Regions from separate parts of the Rattus norvegicus genome. Here regions 1 and 2 are each linked to region 3. The links are chromatin contacts, called in public Hi-C maps. All regions are on one chromosome and are shown on one strand. Each heading gives the region's core, a stretch centred on a gene start, on an enhancer-like site or on the middle of the called end of the contact. The rest is flanking DNA. Distances are from core to core; before and after follow the strand shown. Region 1 has its middle 390 kb from the start of Meis1. Region 2 holds the start of Meis1 (Meis homeobox 1). Region 3 has its middle 45 kb from the start of Etaa1.

What was found. Hi-C and Micro-C count contacts between places; a contact is called where the count stands out from the background.
Region 1: a contact with region 3 is called in a Hi-C map of the A7r5 cell line, with 4 times the contacts expected there. The contact joins two enhancer-like sites. A contact is called at or near these places in 2 of 12 Hi-C or Micro-C datasets (the A7r5 cell line and the Rat2 cell line).
Region 2: a Hi-C map of the A7r5 cell line shows a contact between it and region 3, with 7 times the contacts expected there. The contact joins the promoter of Meis1 here to the enhancer-like site in region 3. A contact is called at or near these places in 4 of 12 Hi-C or Micro-C datasets (the A7r5 cell line, the Rat2 cell line, Schwann cells and 1 more) and 1 of 1 datasets of contacts at active chromatin or transcription factors (oligodendrocytes).

Annotation. Positions count from the first base shown.
Region 1 is chr14:97,103,545-97,106,244 of GRCr8, forward strand. No RefSeq gene overlaps it. Among named protein-coding and RNA genes, the nearest start is that of Meis1, 390 kb to the right of the region's middle. Within about 2 kb of position 1,352, at least 8 of the 93 cell types and tissues checked have an H3K27ac peak or open chromatin away from gene starts, as enhancers often do. A contact at or near this core is called in the A7r5 cell line, where this site is marked.
Region 2 is chr14:97,493,777-97,496,476 of GRCr8, forward strand. Meis1 (Meis homeobox 1) reads right to left here and starts at 1,307. Exons shown (of 13, transcript NM_001134702.1): 1 at 1,240-1,307. The coding sequence starts at 1,251.
Region 3 is chr14:96,559,492-96,562,191 of GRCr8, forward strand. No RefSeq gene overlaps it. Among named protein-coding and RNA genes, the nearest start is that of Etaa1, 45 kb to the left of the region's middle. Within about 2 kb of position 1,445, at least 13 of the 93 cell types and tissues checked have an H3K27ac peak or open chromatin away from gene starts, as enhancers often do. A contact at or near this core is called in the A7r5 cell line, where this site is marked.

The DNA.
Region 1 (2,700 bases), core at 102-2,601, 540 kb after region 3:
TGTTTCTTGTTAGATCTCCGCATGCGACTCTGCGTTAGGGGCTGTCTTTAACCCTCCTTTTGAGTTGGGAAAAGTGGAGCTACAGAAGGTAGAAGATGTGTCCTAATTAGGAGTGTGACTGGATTTGAATGTACGGGGACTCCGGGGCTATTGGTGAGGGCTGGGGAAAGTGTAGTATCCCAAACAGACTAGTTCAGGGTTTCGATCACTTCCTTTAAAGTATTCTGTGGGAATCAGGATTTCTAAACGTCCCACTCCATATTGTGTGTCAGAAGACAATTACCCCCATTAAATAGAGATTTCCTTTCAACTTCAGCTTCCTAGCATACGGCTTCATTTCCTCCAATGTCAAGGAAAGGGGGAGGAGAAATTTAAGTGGGCTGTATGTAGGTCCCTTTCTGAAACCATTTGCCCTTCTTTCTTACTGAGCTAGTTCAAGCCTTTACGAATGTCCATGCTTTAAATTCTAACAACAATGAATAAACTGTACATTGGAGGCCTCAACCAGCCCCTAAACGGTTACCAGACTACTGTATTGCTGATTAGCTGGAATATCATGCCCCTGCCTCTCAGAGTCCATCTGAAGCATTCGTATCTCTGAAGATGGCTTTTAGAAGACCATCAAGAAAGCAATGAGCTTTCAGGGCACAGTGTTTTGAAGGAAGCTATAAATGAAATAGGTCAAGGATGAGCCACGTAAGTGGCTGGGAAAAAAAAATCCCCTATTTAGTTTATACAAGTTTTCTTGCCTGTCTGTGAGTAGTCCATATAAGGAATAGTAACTTTTCAAGCCAGCAGCCTAGACATATTTCATGGTCTTATAATTCTCACAGTTACAGACATTCCAAGGTAGAGGGTCATTCAAACAGAACTGTAACTTCTTGTGTATGTTTATTTCCAAAGTATCTTATGCATAGTTTCCCAGTGAACTCATAGACGGAGGCTAGGGGACTGCTAACTGGGTAATTTTTTAAGCATGCCTAGAATCAAAGCTAGCAAAGAAAAACTCTGCTTATGAAGCCCAAGTGCCACAATCTTGGGGAGCTTTCTCTGGGAGGCTCACCTAAACTTTAGCGTTTACCTTGGAAATTATATTAGTGAAGGGAGAAGGGAAAACGTTGATGAAACTTAAAGATTTATCTGTGGCCACAAGGAGAACAGCATGCATGACAAACAGGGGGATATGACACCGTGACAGACACAAACAAGAACTGGCCAGGAAGTCAACCATCTGCATTCAGGTGTCTCCTCAAAATGCCATCCGCTAGCCAGCAACATAGCCACAGCCTTGTGGTTATCCTTATCTGTGAAGTAAAGTGAGCAGAACAAGATGACAACACATCCTTATGGGGCAGCTCAAAGTCAACATTTCACTGTCCTGGAAATGAAACCACATGGCATCTTGAGATGACTATTTGAAGACAGCCTAAAAGAAAACTATCATGGCTGATTGTTACTAACTCCATGATGATGTGAAGTGTGTCATCAAAAATATTTCCTTGCGAGCTGAAAGGTTTTAAAGACCAAAGGAAGAACAACAGTGTTAACCAACCAGAGCCCCCAATTCCCCCAGGGACTAAACCACCAACCAAAGAGTACATATGGAATGACCCATGCCTCCAGCCACATATGTAGCAGAGGACCGCCTTGTTAGGCACAAATGGGAGGTGAGGCCCTTGGTCCAGGGAAGACTCAATGCCCCAGTATAGAAGAATGCCAGGGTAGGGAGGCAGGTGAGGGAGCACTGTCATAGAAGCAGGGGGAGGGAGGATGGGATAGGAGGTTTCTAGAGGGGGAACCAGGAAGGAGGATAACATTTGCAAAGTAAATAAAGAAAATGTCCAATAAAAGGTAAAAAAAAAAAAAGTAAAGAAACTGAAAGAAACCAGACCAATTGGTGAACCCAAACCTTGTTAAATAGTCCCATACTGGTGCTCTCTTTCTGTCTTAACTGCACTTTTAAATATGTAAAATGAACAAAAATTCAAAACCAGAATCCCCCAGAGATATGTGACTCCTTTCCTCAAAGGCTGTCTCCTACCTCTGCTCACAACTCTTCCAATTGTCGACTGTATCTACTGGAGATGCTCCGAAGAGTTGAAGCAATTAGGCAGAGGAATGTGAAACAGAGGACATTTGTATGTTACAACCTGTACATGTATTTTTGGGTACCCATTGAGGTCGAATGGAAAGCAGCTGCTGTCATCTGTAAACCAGCTCAAGACATAGCATGGTGGTGATAAAAGAGACCTTACCCAAAGTCCCCTGCAATCCCATAACTGGGCCTCTCTGGTCAGAGACCTGGTCTTGAAATCCAGTCAGGTGCCATATTCCCGGTTCAGCCATGATCAGGCCAATTTTAGCATGAGCCATTCTGCAACCTTATAACCTCACAAGATCCAAGATAAAAACTCTTGGGCAGACCTGTGAGGGACCTGCTTTAGCTAAAAGCAAGGCTCCAGTGGAGCCTGGAGGCAACATAGCTTCCACATTCAATTAGCTGGGAGTTCATTTAGTAAACACAATTCCCTTTATTTGATGGACTCCTCGTGTTGCTTATGAGCTGTATGCTACTTAGGAGTATGAACTCACCAATTATTTACCTTGCATTATGAATCATTTATCTAGTCAATCTAATATTCTTCCCTTATGCATCTTAATACCTCAATTAACTATTATGAGTCATTTGTTATTTGTATA
Region 2 (2,700 bases), core at 57-2,556, 930 kb after region 3:
ACTGAAGTGTGCATAAGGCAGCTTGTTGCCTTTTACAGCTGAACATACAACTGGGCAACATTATTTCCAAACTTAAATAAAAGCTATAAAGGAAGCAACTAATGTTGTTTTATATTTTTTTTTTACCCTCACAAACTTTCTCCCTAGAGTAAGAGTCCAGGAAGCAATAGTTACATGTTAGTTTTTTTTTTTAAACAGACTCAAAAGCAAAACACACATGAAAATCTGGGGGATGGGGCTGCTTTCAAATTGATTGCCTTGACTGTCTGTGATAAATTCAGCTATTTCAATTTTTCTGTTTTATTCCAGGCAAGTTTCTTTTCTAAGATTTGGAAATGGGGAGAAGGAAATGATTTCCAAAGAACTGCCACTTTCATCCTCTGAAAGACAGAGGTGTGAAGAGTTTGGGAGAATCCTGACATTTGCCTGAACTGAGAGAAGAAAGAAAAAAATGTGTCCTCCAGTAACTTTCTTTCCCAAAAGGGGCTTTGAGGGCCAAGACACAAATTATGCAAGGCAGCCTTTTTGTAGACCCTTTTCTTTTAAGAAGCCACCTCAGCCGGCCCGTCATTGTCTCAGTTTACTTTCAAGGCATTTCCATTCAAATAGGAATATTGGGGAAATTAGGATTGCATTTTTAAACTGAGTAGCTCTGTGTTTAGTATCTAAGTGGTAAAGAACTTAGCTAAGAAAAAAAATCTGCAAACTTATTATCTTGCATAAAAACCCATGCAAATTAAAATTACTTTTAAAAGAGGAATGTTTTTCCAACCAAAACTCCACTACACCAGGACATTCCTTATCTAAAAATGCTACCTACTTCTAATGATATTAAAGATGTGCATAATCGATAATAACGCTAAAGTTCCCAGCTGCTCATTTTAATTAAACGTAGCTTTAAACTTTTGGTCCCTAAATGCTTAAATTACAGCACTGGATATGTAGCATTTCCCCCTCCTCTTTCTTTCCTTTTAAAACAGGTGATTCCTCGGGCTTGTATTTTTATTTATATAGCTGTTGGCTAGGAATCTATAGACTACTTGATCACTTGAATTAATAACCCACGAGTAACATGCATAAGGCTACAAATGCATTAAGTAAACCTGTCGATTTAGGCCGCGGCTTTAGGAACCTCATTCAAAAAGAGAGAAAGGAAAGAGGAAACTTAGCAACAGTGTCTTTCAGCCACGTTTCAATTTAATCTCACATTTGAGTTCCACAATTGTTTTTAATACGTACCCTTTGCGCCATCGGCCTCTCTGCCTCCCTTCCTTCTTCAACTTCTAATATATCCTCTTTAAGGCCAGTGTGAAAAGAAACAAATATGCAAACTCCCTCGGAAAAAAAAATAAAGCACAACAGTAACAAAAAAATCCCTTTGCGTCTCCAGCAGTGTGAATTACTGGTCCCAGATCTTCGGTCTACCGGACCTGAAGCAAGGCGCCCGCGTCGCTGAGCATAAAAGCGCTCTGGTTCCACCAAGACAGCAGTGGGAGGGAAAAAAAAGCAGATCTTCTCTTCCCCCCCAAAAAAATCAGTTAAAAAAAAAGAAAGAAAAGAAAAGAAAAAGAAAAAAAAGAGCGCCCCTCAGAACCAACTACCAAATCTCATGGCTTTCTGCCACTCCAGCTGTCAATCACAGGCGAGGTTGTCAACGTGGTGAATGAATGATCATCCGTTCTGTCTTCTTCTGGTCAGAACACCTCAAATGTTAATATTCAAATGCACAAAGCCCTAGCGCCCGCTTTCCTTGAATCAGTCCTAATTCCCAATCAGTTTCTCTCTTCTCTCGCTCTCTTTCTCTTTCTCTCTCCCTCTTTGCAACTGCTGCACTGAAGGGAGATTAGAGAGGAGGGTTAAAAAAATGTCTGTCTGAGTTTGTCTTAAAGGAGCCACGATCGATGCTGCCCGCTTGCAGTCGCCGTGCGTGTGTAAAGTGTGTGTTGCACAGGCGGAGAGGTGGATTCCGACCAGAATGCTAGAACCCGGAAGTAGTGGTGGCCATAACAGGTCGCGTCTTACACAATGCATTGGGCTGCAGCAAGTAGGCTCCTCGGCAGGGGTGGGTGCGCGAAGCGAGCTCTGGCCGCACTGGAGAGGCAGAAAGGCGCTCCATGAATTCGCACGCCCAGGCACTAACACCACACACCCAAGGCACATGCACACAAATGCAGGCTGCAGCTCCCGACCCGCCGACTTTAGGTCCCCTTCCAGCCTCTCTTCCCAAAGCGGACTCTTGAAATAAATCGGGAATAAACGTAGGGCAGGCAGATGCCGGAGTTAATTCGCTCAGTGCTCCGCTCATGAAAGACTTCAAGACTTTCCTCGAAATTATTGGGGTCTGCCAGTATTTTTCGGGGTGGGGGGTTGATGCCAAAAGTACTGGATTCTCTGCTAGACTCCCGGAGAAGAAAAGTCAAAGCCAGAGCAAGAAGAGGAGCTGGTGCTGGATTGGAAAAGGTTCAGCTCAGGAGTCCCGAGAACGTGGGGTAGCGGTCGCCCGGGCGTTCTGCAAACCCAGCTTAGAGGTTTTCTTTCCTTTTTTCTTTTGGTTTTGGGTTTTTTCTTTTTTTCTACCCCCACCCCGGCCCCCGCTGTCAGAAGTGGTCGTAGGGCTGGAGTTATGGAAATGCTTGCATTTTGCCACTTTGGGTCCCGACGCCCCCGCCTCCTCACCCTGGTAGCCCTCAGCCCTAGCCG
Region 3 (2,700 bases), core at 195-2,694:
TCTCTGATTCTCTGTGGCATTCTTCCCATTACTTCTTCCCGCATCACTGTAAACCAAGATTGCTCATTTTATTGAAGAATTGTCTACTTTTAGCAACAGAGAAGTGCTTATCATTGTTCTGTAAAAGCAGTAGTGGGAAGAATAATTCTAAACAAAATGTTCCAGAAAAAGCAAATAGTATAAAACAGCTTTCTATTTTCTGCCAGACCATGTGTTCAAAAAAAAAAAAAATCTTGTTCTTCCCTGAATTATATTTTAAAGGGGTTAAGCAATCATTCAGATAATCGGACTTCATTGCTTTGAAATTTTATCAAAGTGTCCTCAATCCTTGAGCTGATATCCAGGTCCATTTTGCCAATCGGATAAAGCCTCTTAGATCCTTTTCCTAGAGGCACGAGCGGTTAACTTGATCTTATTGTGCTGCGAAAGAGTCTGTGCTACGCCTCATTTTTCATAAGTGCGATTTGTTTTGTTAGGAAGACTCCAGAGAGACTCCTTGTTAGAAACGATTTTGGCTGCCAAGGGCACATTGGTACTAGAACCTTCTTTGCTTTAGGCTGAATGAAGGTTTTAGAAATGTTCCAAGTTTAACCATAGAGGAAACAGACAGACAAACCGGATGCAGGGGGAATTAGCATATGGAGGAATAAAGACTTTATTTCTCAGGAGGAGATTTGGAATGGCTTTAAAAACAGGAGGGAAGGGAAGCTAGGCTTGGCAGTGCATACCTTTAATCCCAGCATTCAAGGGTAGAGGCAGAGGCAGGGGGATCTCTGAGTGTTCTCATCTACGTAACAAATTCCAGGTCAGCCAGAGCTGGGAAGTGAAGTCTTTACATAAAACAAATGGGGGGTGTGTGGAAAAATATAAGAGGAAACTATCAACAAAGACCAGCCCTAAGAAAAGCCCTTATTTGGAAGAACTGCTTTCATTCACCTTAAAATTCTTATTCTTCCCCTCCCCCTTTCCTTATTCCCCCTTCTCTCCCTCTCTCCCCTTCCTTAGAAGGCAAAGGGTTTGAAGACGACTGTGTGCTTTTATTTTACCTTTACCAGTCATCCCAAGTGCCCACTTACATCCAGACCAACACACACAGCCTTTGCCAGGAAAGAGCACTAGGTGGTGCCCATTGACTTTGCAGTGGAAAGGGGATTCCCCAGGGGAGCCACTCTGGGGAAGCTCCTCAGGCCCCAGCCTCCTCCTCAGTCCGTCGGGATAAAGTCCTCCTCTAAGAGGTGGCCAGGAGAATGGTGCCCTGTTTTCTTTTCTCACTTCCTTAAGGCAGGCCGGACTGGACTTCTCCTTTTTCGGATGCAGCTTTAGTCTGAAATTTCAGAGAGTGTGTGTTTGCAAATGTGGGGGTGGGAGGGAGAGAGGCCTCCAACACCCCCTTTTGGAATGAAAGCTAAGAGGAATAAAGGCTGTGCCCTGCCATCTGTGTGTATAAACGTCACAGCCCAAATCTCTTGCCAAGACTGCCCTCCTGCCAGATCATCTGGGCATCGCACTGCACATGCTCGCTTTATTTTTCTGCTTTGCCTATAATAAAGCTGTAAAAAGAAAATAGCAGAACAGAATAGAGGTGACTCTTAAATTTCACTTTGCCTCTTCACAACAATAATTCCCTGTCAAATTAAATCCAGTTAATTTGAAGATTTCGCATGCTGGCGTTGATTCCCAAACCTACTCCTTGAAGGGGTAGCTTTCTACTGCTGGGCTTATTCCTTAAAAAAAATCGTATTAGGCATGCTGCACAGCTCGGTGCTTTGTGTTCAAGGAGAGCAGGTAATGGCCCAGAGGATGTGTTTGCTTTTTCTCTCTGTTTCACCCACTCAAGGGGTGTCAGGTCTGTTTTAAAATGTAAAACCACTGGAAGTTTTGGGTTTTTTGTTCGTTTGTCTTTTTGTTTTGTAAAGATCTGTAGCAACTGGCATAATCATGCTAATTGTCACAAAAATGGAAAGAACAGACAATTCATGTTTTTAGTAGAAATATGTAAAATATTCATTTTTCTCTGACTCCTGTCACAAGTTGTGCTGAGTGGAGCCAAGCCCTCCCTCTGTGTGATTTTGTTTTGTCTTAAAGAAGGCAAAACAAATGGTTGTCTGGACATCCAGCCAGACTCATCTAACAAAACCTGAGTTCTGCAACAGTGAGGGGAGAATGAGACATAGTTTCAAGAAGTTAAACTAAGGGCAGAGCTTTATGAAGCCAGGAGAACCGCTTCTGAGCTCTTGCTGCTGGGTCATATGTCCTGGTATGTGGCAGCTGACTGCTCATTAATTCTATTTATATCAGTGTGAGAATCCACCCCACTGAGTATGCATGTGTTAAAATATTCATAAATTATGTTTATTTGGAACAAATATTCATTAAATGCCAAAATAAGACCATTATTTAACCACAAAACTAGTCGACTACCAAATAAGCGTGGTTTTTTCACTGCCAATATGGGCAGTCTGCTTTCTGACCTGACTTCCCTGTCCCACCCAGTATTTCCCTGAGAAGGTTCACCTTTTGTTTTTCCAGTTCTGCAAAGAAAATAATTTCACCGAAAGGAGTACATTTGGGAGACAAAGGATGTTCTGCTACTGCAGAGCCATGATAAACGTGACTAGAGCAAATGAGAAGTACACTTTAGCGCTCTAAAATCCAAGAACATATTCACGAATTCGTGGAGACTTGGACCGAATTGATGGT